Regions from separate parts of the Gossypium hirsutum genome. Here all the other regions are linked to region 3. Evidence: chromatin contacts called from public Hi-C data. All regions are on one chromosome and are shown on one strand. Each heading gives the region's core, a stretch centred on a gene start, on an enhancer-like site or on the middle of the called end of the contact. The rest is flanking DNA. Distances are from core to core; before and after follow the strand shown. Region 1 holds the start of LOC121224077. Region 2 holds the start of LOC107945354 (protein CONSERVED IN THE GREEN LINEAGE AND DIATOMS 27, chloroplastic). Region 3 holds the start of LOC107945347 (probable LRR receptor-like serine/threonine-protein kinase At4g37250). Region 4 holds the start of LOC107932953 (cysteine proteinase COT44-like).

Region 1 (2,700 bases), core at 167-2,666, 360 kb after region 3:
GGTATGAGCGAGGATACGAGGGGTCTTCCTGGTCAGACGGTCAAAAAAGTAAGGAAAAAAGAAGAGGACCCTCCCGATGACGAATGAGGGAAGGAGTAGACGAAGCCAATGGGTTCTAAACCTTTCTCATTTAGAGATGCAGTGATGAATTTGAATTCGTTGAATAATTCTCTGAATAATAAGTGGGCAAATGATGATATTGATTTAATGGATGGAGATATAAGAAATGAAAATATTGATGGAGTTCCATTAATTAGTTTTTCGAATAGAATCTATTCAATAACTGAGGAGAGCGTGTCAAATAATGTGGTCATCAAACATTTAGGGGGAAGATAGGATACAATGTCTTATGGAACAAAGTTTCGTTATGGAAACCATCTATGTGATTCCAACTTATGGATATTGAAAAAGACTATTTTCTAGCTAAGTTTGAATCTTTTGTGGAATATAGCAACATTCTTTCGAATGGTCCATGGGTGATTTACGAACAGTATCTAATGGTTCAACCTTGGGCGAAGTAGTTTTCTCCATTACAATTGTTCCCTCATAGTGTTGTTGTGTGGGTTCGTATACAGGGTTTATCAGGATCATTGTACAAGAGAAGTATTCTCCAAGCCATCGATGAAATGGTGGGGAATGTAATCAAAATTGATTTAATGACGGATAAAGGAGCAGGGGGTCAGTTTTCCAGATTTGTAGTTCAAATCGACTTAAGCAAGCCGTTCATTTCCAGAATAAGAATCACTAGTAGGATCCATAGAGTGGAGTATGAATATCTTCTAACAGTTTGTTTTGGCTGTGGCACCTTTGGGCACTTGAAAGAAGATTATTCTCAATCAAAGATAATGGAGATCAATCAAAGATAATGGAGAATATTGAGAAAGGATCGGGTGAAGCTAAGGATCTTATTAGATTGGACCAACATGAAAACACTGGATCAATTCAAGAACGGGTTAAGAATGAAAGGTTCGGTGATTGGATGATTGTGAATTATCGGAGTTGTAGACAAAATTAGAGAAACAATGATGGACAAGAGTGTGGAAAAGGAAACATCTTTTTGGATCTCGATGAGAATGGTGCAGGTATTTTTAATTGCGGGAAATAGAAGGAACAAAGAGCTAATTTACCTGCAGAATTATTGGGTGAGGGTTAAGAAAAGCTCACTGCATCTGTTACAAAGATTATGAATGAAAGAGAATTTGATGGGGGGTAATAAAGGGAAGAATACTAAAGATAAAGGCTATAAAAAATGGGTTGTAGATGTTAAATGGTAGGCTAATAAGTAGGCTGTGGGTGGGCCTAGACTAGAGAATCAGAGGGTGGAATTGAGAAGACTGGGATGAGCTCTAGAACTCTCAAGATTGGGTTGAAAGTGGGCTCTAGGCTACCTACATTTGGTACCAATGGTAACCAAGGAATATTGGATCGAAAATTTCACTCAGTTCATAATTTCAAAGAAAACTAAAACTCAAATGATCTGATTGGTTCTTCTCCTCTTATGGGAAATGAACTGGGCATCAAAAATATTATTCCTCGTTCTACACTCCTTCCTTTTTTGAAGGAAAATAAGAGTAATAATACTTTGAGCTCTAAGTCCAGAGGAGATGGGGATAATCTTGATGTCCTAGCTGGCATGGTTCCTGTTTGACAGGTTATCTAAGGAATGGTGGATCGTCTGAAAGTGGAGGGTAAAGTTGTGAATACGCGAGAGGGGAACACAGAACTGGTGGTGTTGGACCAAGCTGACAATGGACAAATTCAAGGTCGACCATCAGGAGTGGTCCATGGGGTGAAAGCGACGCGATACTCATGGACGATTCATCAGAAGAGTGATGGTGCCCTCAAAGGTTTGGCCTTTTTTATTTTGATTTTTATAATGTCAAGAATTTTTTTATAGAATTACCAAGGTGCTGGGCACCCTAATTTTGGTAGAAATATGGAGTATTTACATGAAGTAGATCCTTGTGTTATGGTTTTGATGGAAACCCGAATTAGTGGATTAAAAACTGATAGAGTAATTAAAAGTATTGGTGTGCCTTATTCGCATCAAGTGGAAGCTGTGGGATATTCAGGTGGAATTTGGGTTCTATGCAAAGATAATATCCGTGTCGAAGTTATGGTTAATCATATGCAGTTTATTCACATGAAAATTAAATTTGATGATGTTATAGATTTGGTGTTCTTTATAGGTGTTTATGGGAGTCCCCGTAGAAATTTGAGGAAGGATTTATGGTATGGCCTAAGCTGCATTGCTACAAATATTAATCTCCCTTGGTTGATTACTGGGATTTTAATGCTTTGCTTGATGAGGATGAGAAAAAAAGGTGGCTCGAATAGGGTTGTTGTTATCCAGCTTTCCAGCAGGTATGTTTAGTCTGTGAGTTGAAGGATCCTGAATCTAAAGGTCCCAAATTCACTTGGAATAGAGGGAATATATTTGAACATCTTAATAAATCCTTATGCAATTCTCGTTGGGAGATAATGTTCCCAAATATTGTTGTTTTCCATATGCTGAGAATCAAATCCAATCATTGCCCGCTCTCGATTTCATTCGGTAGCAAGGTAAAAACAAATTCCCCTCGTCTTTTCCGGTTCTTAAGTGGTTGGTTGTCTCATAGTAATTTTAGTTATATGGTTAATGGGAATTGAAATAGTGAGAGCTAGTTAGAAGATTTGGTTGAGAAGTTTATGGTAACAGGG
Region 2 (2,700 bases), core at 37-2,536, 310 kb before region 3:
TATACATTATGTAAGTTAACTATGTTGGTACATTTGATGCCTTATTAGTTTGTGTCATTGTGACTATATCATGTTGTATGTTTTGAATGGCTCAAATGACATGTTTTGTATTGGAATAGTAATGGTCAAATTTGATGTTTGATTTGTTAGAAGTTGAATTAGGTTCGAGGATAGAAATGAGATCAAATAAATGCATGTTTAGGTAAGTTTAAATATTTGCGTTTGAGGTGCCTTGATTGGCATATTGGTTGATTCATTTGGGATCATTAAATTGGTCATTATATGTAAGTTTTGATAAGGTTTTAATGCTTTGATAATGTGCACTAAAAGTTTTTTTGGTGGATGCATGAATAGTTGTTGGAAATGGCTTGAATTTGGCCAATTTCATGTCCACACAGCTTAAGACACGGACGTGTGACTTAGCCGTGTGTGAAACACAGCCAAGCGACATGGACGTGTGTCTCCTGTAGATTTAGTTGCATGCAAGTCAGGTTGTTACACGGCCTAAAATACGGTGTGGGACACAGGCGTGTGGAGCTATTTTGAGAGTTACACGGCCTGGCACACGGGCATGTAGCTTGGCCATGTGACTCAACTCAGAGAGTTACATGGGCACGAACACGGGCTGGGACACGGTCGTGTGTCCCTATTTCGATTGTTACACGGCTTGAGACACGGGCATGTGTCTCAGCCGTGTGAGTCACACGGCCTGGCCACACTTAGTTGCCAGCAATCCTTATTTATGAAATATTATTTGGTGAGTGCATTTGATTGTAAAACCTTTGTGTTGTGATTTTACAAGCTAAGTTCTCCAAGGGGGAGAATTTAGTGTAAGATTTCTAGTCTTTAAAGGTACAAGTGTGAGTAAATTGTCACTGGGGTATGATAGGTTTAGAATCATTGGTTGTAAATGTTTGAAAATAGTAGATACTTCTCACTGAGCTAAGCTCCACAGATGTAGATAAATCGAATTGCATGTCCCCTATAGAAGTGTCAACTTCTCCAATTACTTTTGTTAATACCTAGCTTGTTACCTAACAACTAATTACAGGTCAACAATCTAAACAATGTCAACGCCAAAACTTGAATTTGGTCCAAATGCTTGGAAAAGAAATTCACTTTCACTTCTTGCAACTACTTATTGGTAATTTTTAATTTTAATTTAAATTACAGTATAAAATATTTTGAAATAATAATGTTTTATAATTTGTAGCGGAACCCAACCCAAAAATTTTGATCGTGGAAAGGCCTAAGTCATGATGGGGGGACAACCCTGGATCCATGGTTCTCACAATCTAATAAACTCTCGCTCGTGGAAACACCAGGAATACACAAAAGATAGCGTGCTTCTCAATTACTGTCACAGTTTGCCTTCATTAAGCAACACCTTCCCATCTTCACTTCTCCTACCACACACACACACACACACACACACACACACACACACAAAAAAGGCAGTTTAATGGCGAGATATATTTCAAAGATAGGTCCCATTATTAAGAACCCATCAATGGAACAAGACAAAAAAACACAAACTAATTCTATGGTTGTTTCTGCTCCACGTACATTATTTAACACTAAACCATGTTTTTTCTTTATAAAGAAATTAACTCAATTATCAACTGTTGCGATCTCTTCTCTTCGCCTCTCCTGTTTCTTGCTCCTAAAACATATAGTCGCCTGCTTCGAACTTAGTTGAGAAAGATAGATGCTTAGGTTAAATGTTTATTGTTCTCTAAATATTCCTATTCCGGAACATATTAAGCTTGGGAGTAGTTATGGTTCAGGCTTACCTAAGTTCCGTGGTGGACCCAAGCTGCCTCGTCGGGTTTCAGTCAGGGCGTTAAAAGATGAGATGGACGGTGGTATGAGCGGCGGCTTTCAAGGCCGGAGCTGGGAACCTGGCTTGGAAATTGAGGTCCCTTTTGAACAAAGACCGGTATGTTCTGCGCATTTACTGTAACTAAAATCTCAAAGTTCCTTTGAAAGCATGGAAAAGCTTGTGATTTGCTAGGCATACATGGATTCTGAGTCGGATGTAACATGTCTTGTAGGCTATCTAATCTATACTGTTATCAATGCATTTCTTATATATATATATATATATGATCATACTCACCATTATCTGTTTGGCGAAATAGGTGAATGAGTACTCGTCCCTGAAAGATGGACCTCTGTATTCATGGGGCGAACTGGGACCAGGCCAATTTTTCCTTCGACTAGGAGGACTCTGGCTGGTAACTTTCACGGTTCTTGGAGTCCCAATAGCAGCTGCAAGCTTTAATCCTTCAAGAGTAATGTTATTCAGACTCGTCATTTTCCTTAATTATTTATGTTCCAACACATATTGGAACAAGCATACCCTTATCGAAAACATTCCGGTACGACACAGTATAATTGGTCCAAATAACGTTCTAATTCACACCTTGCAGGAACCTTTAAGATTTGTGCTTGCAGCTGGAACAGGAACTCTCTTCCTCGTGTCACTGATTGTATTAAGAATTTATCTGGTATGTTTATCTTCTTCAAGTTTTTAGACTGTTTCAGTCATGGCCATTTGTTAATCATTCCGGTGGGTATAATTGTGTTTGCCATGTATATCTAAGAAACATGCCGGCTTCAATATGCATGTGATTTATACATGAAAAGATTATAGCTTTGCATCAACGTAGTAGTCTCATCATTTATGCAGAACGATTT
Region 3 (2,700 bases), core at 53-2,552:
GATGAGGATTCCCGGAAAAAGATTTGGAATCTTGGTTCTTGAAAACGACGGAATCCGGAACTTCTCCTGTAAGATTGTTGAAGGAAAGATCAATGGTTGCGTTACTAGGGATTTTCTCGGCGAATTCTGGTGGAATTTTCCCGGAAAGTCTGTTGTAAGAAAAATTCAAGTAGTTGAGGTTGCTGCCTCCGAAGTTTGGTGGCAAGGAACCCTCAACAAGATTGGAAGAGAGATCTAAAACTTGAACAGATTGGAAGCTAGTTGGGAGATTCCCTGAAAAGTAATTGTTCTTCAGAGAAACAACTGTTAGATTCTGGATAGTAGTAAGAGTTGCAGGTAAAGCCCCCGTCAATCCATTATCGGAAAGGTTAAGGAATTGAAGGTTTTGCAGAGTTCCAATGGTTTCTGGTATTCCACCGGAAATCAAATTGTTCGACAAATCAAGAAACCGAATCTGGGTCGAATTGAATAAGGAAACAGGGAGAGACCCATTGAGAGAATTGTTGGAAAGATCAAGATTCTGAAGGTGTTGAAGTAAGCCCAGATCGGATGGAATTGCACCAAGAAGCTGAGAATTGGGAAGAGACAAGCCTGTAACTCGAAGGTCGCCTTTAATTGAGTTGCTTACTGCTCCACAAGTTACTCCATTCCAAGAACAAGGCTTCTGGTCGGCGGAGTTCCAGCTTTGTAACACATTTAGAGGATCACTAAGAATCAAATACCTGAAAGATAGCAAGAGAATCCCATCTGTGTTTAACCCCAAAGCTTGAACCACAAGAAACTCAACCACAAGAAGAATTCTCCACCATAAATGGAGTTTAAGACTGGAGGAGGAACTCATGATTTGTCAAACTGATCACACATTTCTTGTGTGAAAGTAGACACAAAGAGAGAAGGGAGGAAGGAGACGAGAGAGAAAGGAACTAACTGAGATTTATCATTTATGTTAATGAAGTTGCAGAGAGGCCATGTGATGAAAGTTAGCTAAAAAGTAAAATATATATACACAGCTCAATAAAAACAAACTTGTCTCATATAGCCAAAAATGTTCTGGATTGGCAGCTATCTGCATATATATATGCAAAATATATGGTTTTTTAAGGTTTGATCGAAATGATTATTTGCTGATGATCTCACAGTTGGTTTTAGAAATAAATAAATCAAGTAAAGCTATAGCCTATAGGCTACAAGATGAGAATTTTAGAATAGCATCTTTGCTACAAGACATCCATGTCAAGATGAAAAGGTTGCACTGTTCTCTCTTGAATTGACTTTAATCAAACTCTTTTCTTTTTTCTTCTTTTTTGGGAAATATTTAAATTAATTTAATGGGAGAATATTTATTAGTAGAAAATTAATATGATTTAAGGGTGAATATTGTGTACTTTTTATGAAAAAATTAATTTGTAGATTGTACCAAATATTTCTCTAGGTAAATATGTTAAAATTTATCTAATAGAAATTATTAATGTAAACTTGAATTATCATGTCTATAAAAGTAAACTGCGAAGGTGGGATTCTTTCAAAAAGAAAAAAGAAGGGGGTTACAAAGACAAGAGAATGAGCATATATTCCTCAAATCTCGATCGGTCATACATCAATAATTTTATATGTTTCGTCAAATTTAGATGATTGTGTGTAAGAAACATACTGTGTGCATTTCCTATCAAAATCAACTTGGGGGGTGGCAGGGAAAGAAAATTTGGGAGGGAAAATGAATCAAAAAAACATTGATGTAGGGGCAACATAATTGTGAAGGGGACCCTAAAATCATCCTCCAGAGCGTCATTAATGGTTTTATTAGAATTTTAGGTCTTCATTCATTGCTCCACCCTTTTCAAAAATTTGACCATCTGCCATCATCCTTAAATAAAATCATACATTTACATCTCCTATAGCCTATATATCCTTAAAACATGAAAATTCCTCCCTCAGGAAAGTGATTTCAACAGGGCCCCTAACCATGAGCGACCAACACTCGGTTCAGTGCTTTCAAGAAAACAATGAAGCTCCAAATTTAAAACTATTCTGTAAAAAAAAAAAACACTTTTCGACCTATAATCAATCAGGTATATGCCTGTCCAAATAGTCCTGGTTTTGGCAGCATACAAGTTGATCAGGCTGTCCATAGCTAATTTCTTCTCAACATTTTGTAAGATTCCAGCTATGGGTCCTAGATTTCCCATTTTTTTAATTTATTGGCAGATTTGAGTTTGAAGACAATGGGGGAAAGCTTTTGGATTCTTCTTCGTCTCTCAGCAAATGCCCACTCCATCTTTGCAGAATCTTAAGATCTAAACTTGTAATTTTGTTCACACCTGGGGTTTGATTTATTTCATCTTCTTTTTAATTGTTTGTGGCAGCTTTACCTACATTGCTATAATATAATTAAGGCTATTAAAAAACACAGGAGAATACATAAAATATTTTTTCTGCCTGCCTTGTTTGGTGTGCTTCATTTACTTGAAATTCCATAAACAAATTTATAATTATCTCTCAAATTAAGTAAATTAGTCAAAGTAATTTAATTTATGTCAAGTTAAAAGTAAGCAATTAAGAGTAATTAATCATAATATTAATATTTTTTGTTAACTGTACATATTTTTTTATTGATGTAAATAAATTTAACTCTAAAAATTTACTCATTCTCTTAATCTTTTCTTTATTTAATAAATTTAGCTTGCAACATTTATATATTCT
Region 4 (2,700 bases), core at 112-2,611, 280 kb after region 3:
TTTGTATTTTTGGTAGTCATTATTCCTTTATTTGCACTTAATTTATTAAAGTAAGTATAAAAAAAAAACTAAAAGCTTATTCAGATCCATTAAGCACTTATTTACTAAAATTAAAGTTTATGAGTTCATTTGTATGTAATGGAAGTATGAAGACTCCTCTAAATAAAGTAGCAAAATCCTTAGTATTTTAGCTTTTTAATTGGTTTTTAGCTTTATTTGTGAAATTTATATATACACTAATTTTAATTGTTTTATCAGTTGATACACCAACTCCTTTATGAAATTATTAAAATTCCTTAAGTTATATATTATGTGGGTGTTTTTATCCTTTTATACAATAAATAAAAATAAGATTTAAACCTGAAACACAATACATGATCGTTGTAAGTAAAATATCAATTATATTTTATAAAATTTTAATAAATATATTTATCACATTATTTTTTTATTCACATTTCATAAATCTAATGTGTATTTATAATAGATAACGTATGATAATTTTCCCTGTAAAAAGTAAATGTAAAAAAAAATCTAATGTTTTAATGTGACTTAAAAAGCCCCAACTACCAAACTACCGTTCCATTTTCATAACTACCATTCTGCCGCCAATCCGTAGTCCGGTTTTTGATAAGAGGATAAAGGAAAATTAAAGAATGAAAAGAAATCATGAATTTGTTTTTTGGACGGATCATGAAATTAGCATGAAGCCTTAAGTCACAAGTAATCTCATATTCTTATTTGATGTTAGATTAGGATACTTCAATAATTAAAAAAAAGAAGTGCATGGATATAATTATTTTCATTTTGAAGTTAGAAATTACATAAAAATTCACTCACCACAAGATCCTTGATCCTTGACCGGACTAACAGCTCCATGATCTCTCCAGTCTACTGAATCCGGCAAGTTATCGCCGGCACGGTGAGCGTAACGTGAGCTGGGGATCTTGGACTTCATGAGTCGACGTCTAGGGTCAGTCCTGGTGCCCAAGAACTTGGCTCGGTACTCTTGGTTGGTTAAATCAGCAAACTTGTTCAACCCAAGCTTATATGTAGTGTTGTTGTTAGAGTTATGTTCATCAATGAATCTCAAGTTATCCTTAAAGATTTCGAACCTTTTCTCTTCTTCACCGATGCCATTGTAAGCTTTGCCATGTTGGATGACCCAAGATTTGTACAACCCCATCACTTCATCATCGCTTCTCCAGCTTGATGATGATGATGGATGGTTTTGGTTTAAGGTTAGAGTGGATATGTATGTAGCAGAAGATAAGGTGAAGAAGAAAAGGGGGAAAAGAAGGGTTAATTCCATGGGAGATTTGAGAAGGGTCGCTGGAGAGAAAGGGTTGAGGAAATTGAATTGATGAAGAAAAGAAGAGAGGTTGAGGGGGTTTATAAAGACGATGGAAATGGTTTAATAATTCAAAAGGGTAGAACATGAATGACGGTTGGATAATTATATTTGAAAAAGAAGAGGCTTTCGGTGTTGTTGGATCCTTCAATGTATATTGTATGAGAAAAAGGAATAAAAGAGCGAAGGGGCAGCCGAGTCCTTTGGAACTTGGATAAAGCACACTATCGGAAAATTAAATTTATTTTTAAATATATATTTAAGGGTGAAAAATTATCCTTTTACTTAGAGGAAGGGGTTTCCTTTACTCTTCATCTACCAGTCAGATTCCAACCTAAAATGTTCAGTAGAATTGGAATCTGAGATGGAAAAGAAAATAAAAGGAAAAGCATTCTCAACTCTTTTGCTATTTTCAAGAGCAGGAAGTCCATCTACATTTTCGCTTTTTTACTAGTAAACCAGTTACTTCTATCATTCACATTAATTGAAAGTTTTCTTTTTCTTCTTTTTACGATTCAATTTTTTTTATAAAATAATTTTGAACATCACATTTGTTAACTAAAATTCAAACAACTTTCGACTTGAATCTAAGATATCATCTTTTACTTATTGATGAGTACTAATCAATCGTACCAATCATCAAATCATGGAACTTGTTAGCTAAACTTTAAAAAAAAAACCTTAACAACCTGATAATTTAAATAATTTTTTTTTGAATAATTTAGTGATTAAAAAAAACTTTCAAATAATTTAATGATTATTTTATAATTTTAAAAATTAAATGACCAAAATGTAAATTTACTAATAGTTTAATCTATCTTAGTATAATTCACCCTAATTAATATTGGAGTAGAAAAGAGTTACACAATTATATTTTTTAATACAATATTAAAAATAAAATATTAGAAAAATATAGTTTAAATCCGTCTATCTATTTAAGTCAAGATAATAGAAACAGATATAGTTGCAAGTTGCAAAATGTATAAACCTAGAATCTGGTCTAATATTCCAACTTGTTGGTTTATCATACGCTACGCCCCCATACCACTCACATGCTGTCATGTTGTTTTCTCGTTTCTCATCTTATGAAATTCAGTGCAACCTTTTCATTCAAATTAAAAAAAAAAAAAGCCAATTTGCTGAAATTTGTAAAATAGAACACTTAATTGATTTCCTTGCTCCCAATCAAAAATTTCTTTTCGGGGGTTTCAATATGAGCATCCCAAGATAATATTTTTTGTACTTCAAAATTCCAGAATCTATTATACAAATATGATAACTTATCAGTAATTTAGGTTTTATTTGTTTAATTGAAAATGAGTTTTGAAAAACAATGTCTAAAAAGTGATTAA

The links. Hi-C and Micro-C count contacts between places; a contact is called where the count stands out from the background.
Region 1: a Hi-C map of leaf shows a contact between it and region 3, with 2.6 times the contacts expected there. The contact joins the promoter of LOC121224077 here to the promoter of LOC107945347 in region 3. A contact is called at or near these places in 4 of 34 Hi-C or Micro-C datasets (hypocotyl and leaf).
Region 2: a contact with region 3 is called in a Hi-C map of leaf, with 1.5 times the contacts expected there. The contact joins the promoter of LOC107945354 here to the promoter of LOC107945347 in region 3. A contact is called at or near these places in 2 of 34 Hi-C or Micro-C datasets (both in leaf).
Region 4: a Hi-C map of leaf shows a contact between it and region 3, with 2.2 times the contacts expected there. The contact joins the promoter of LOC107932953 here to the promoter of LOC107945347 in region 3. A contact is called at or near these places in 2 of 34 Hi-C or Micro-C datasets (both in leaf).

The regions. Positions count from the first base shown.
Region 1 is chrD12:30,397,468-30,400,167 of Gossypium_hirsutum_v2.1, forward strand. It overlaps LOC121224077, which reads left to right and starts at 1,417. Exons shown (of 2, transcript XM_041106580.1): 1 at 1,417-1,847; 2 at 2,190-2,548. The coding sequence starts at 1,664. The coding sequence ends at 2,374.
Region 2 is chrD12:29,725,787-29,728,486 of Gossypium_hirsutum_v2.1, forward strand. LOC107945354 (protein CONSERVED IN THE GREEN LINEAGE AND DIATOMS 27, chloroplastic) reads left to right here and starts at 1,287. Exons shown (of 7, transcript XM_016879321.2): 1 at 1,287-1,939; 2 at 2,142-2,294; 3 at 2,433-2,510. The coding sequence starts at 1,709.
Region 3 is chrD12:30,035,181-30,037,880 of Gossypium_hirsutum_v2.1, forward strand. It overlaps LOC107945347 (probable LRR receptor-like serine/threonine-protein kinase At4g37250), which reads right to left and starts at 1,303. Exons shown (of 2, transcript XM_016879307.2): 1 at 1-1,303. The coding sequence starts at 841.
Region 4 is chrD12:30,319,490-30,322,189 of Gossypium_hirsutum_v2.1, forward strand. LOC107932953 (cysteine proteinase COT44-like) reads right to left here and starts at 1,362. Exons shown (of 4, transcript NM_001327358.1): 1 at 838-1,362. The coding sequence starts at 1,309.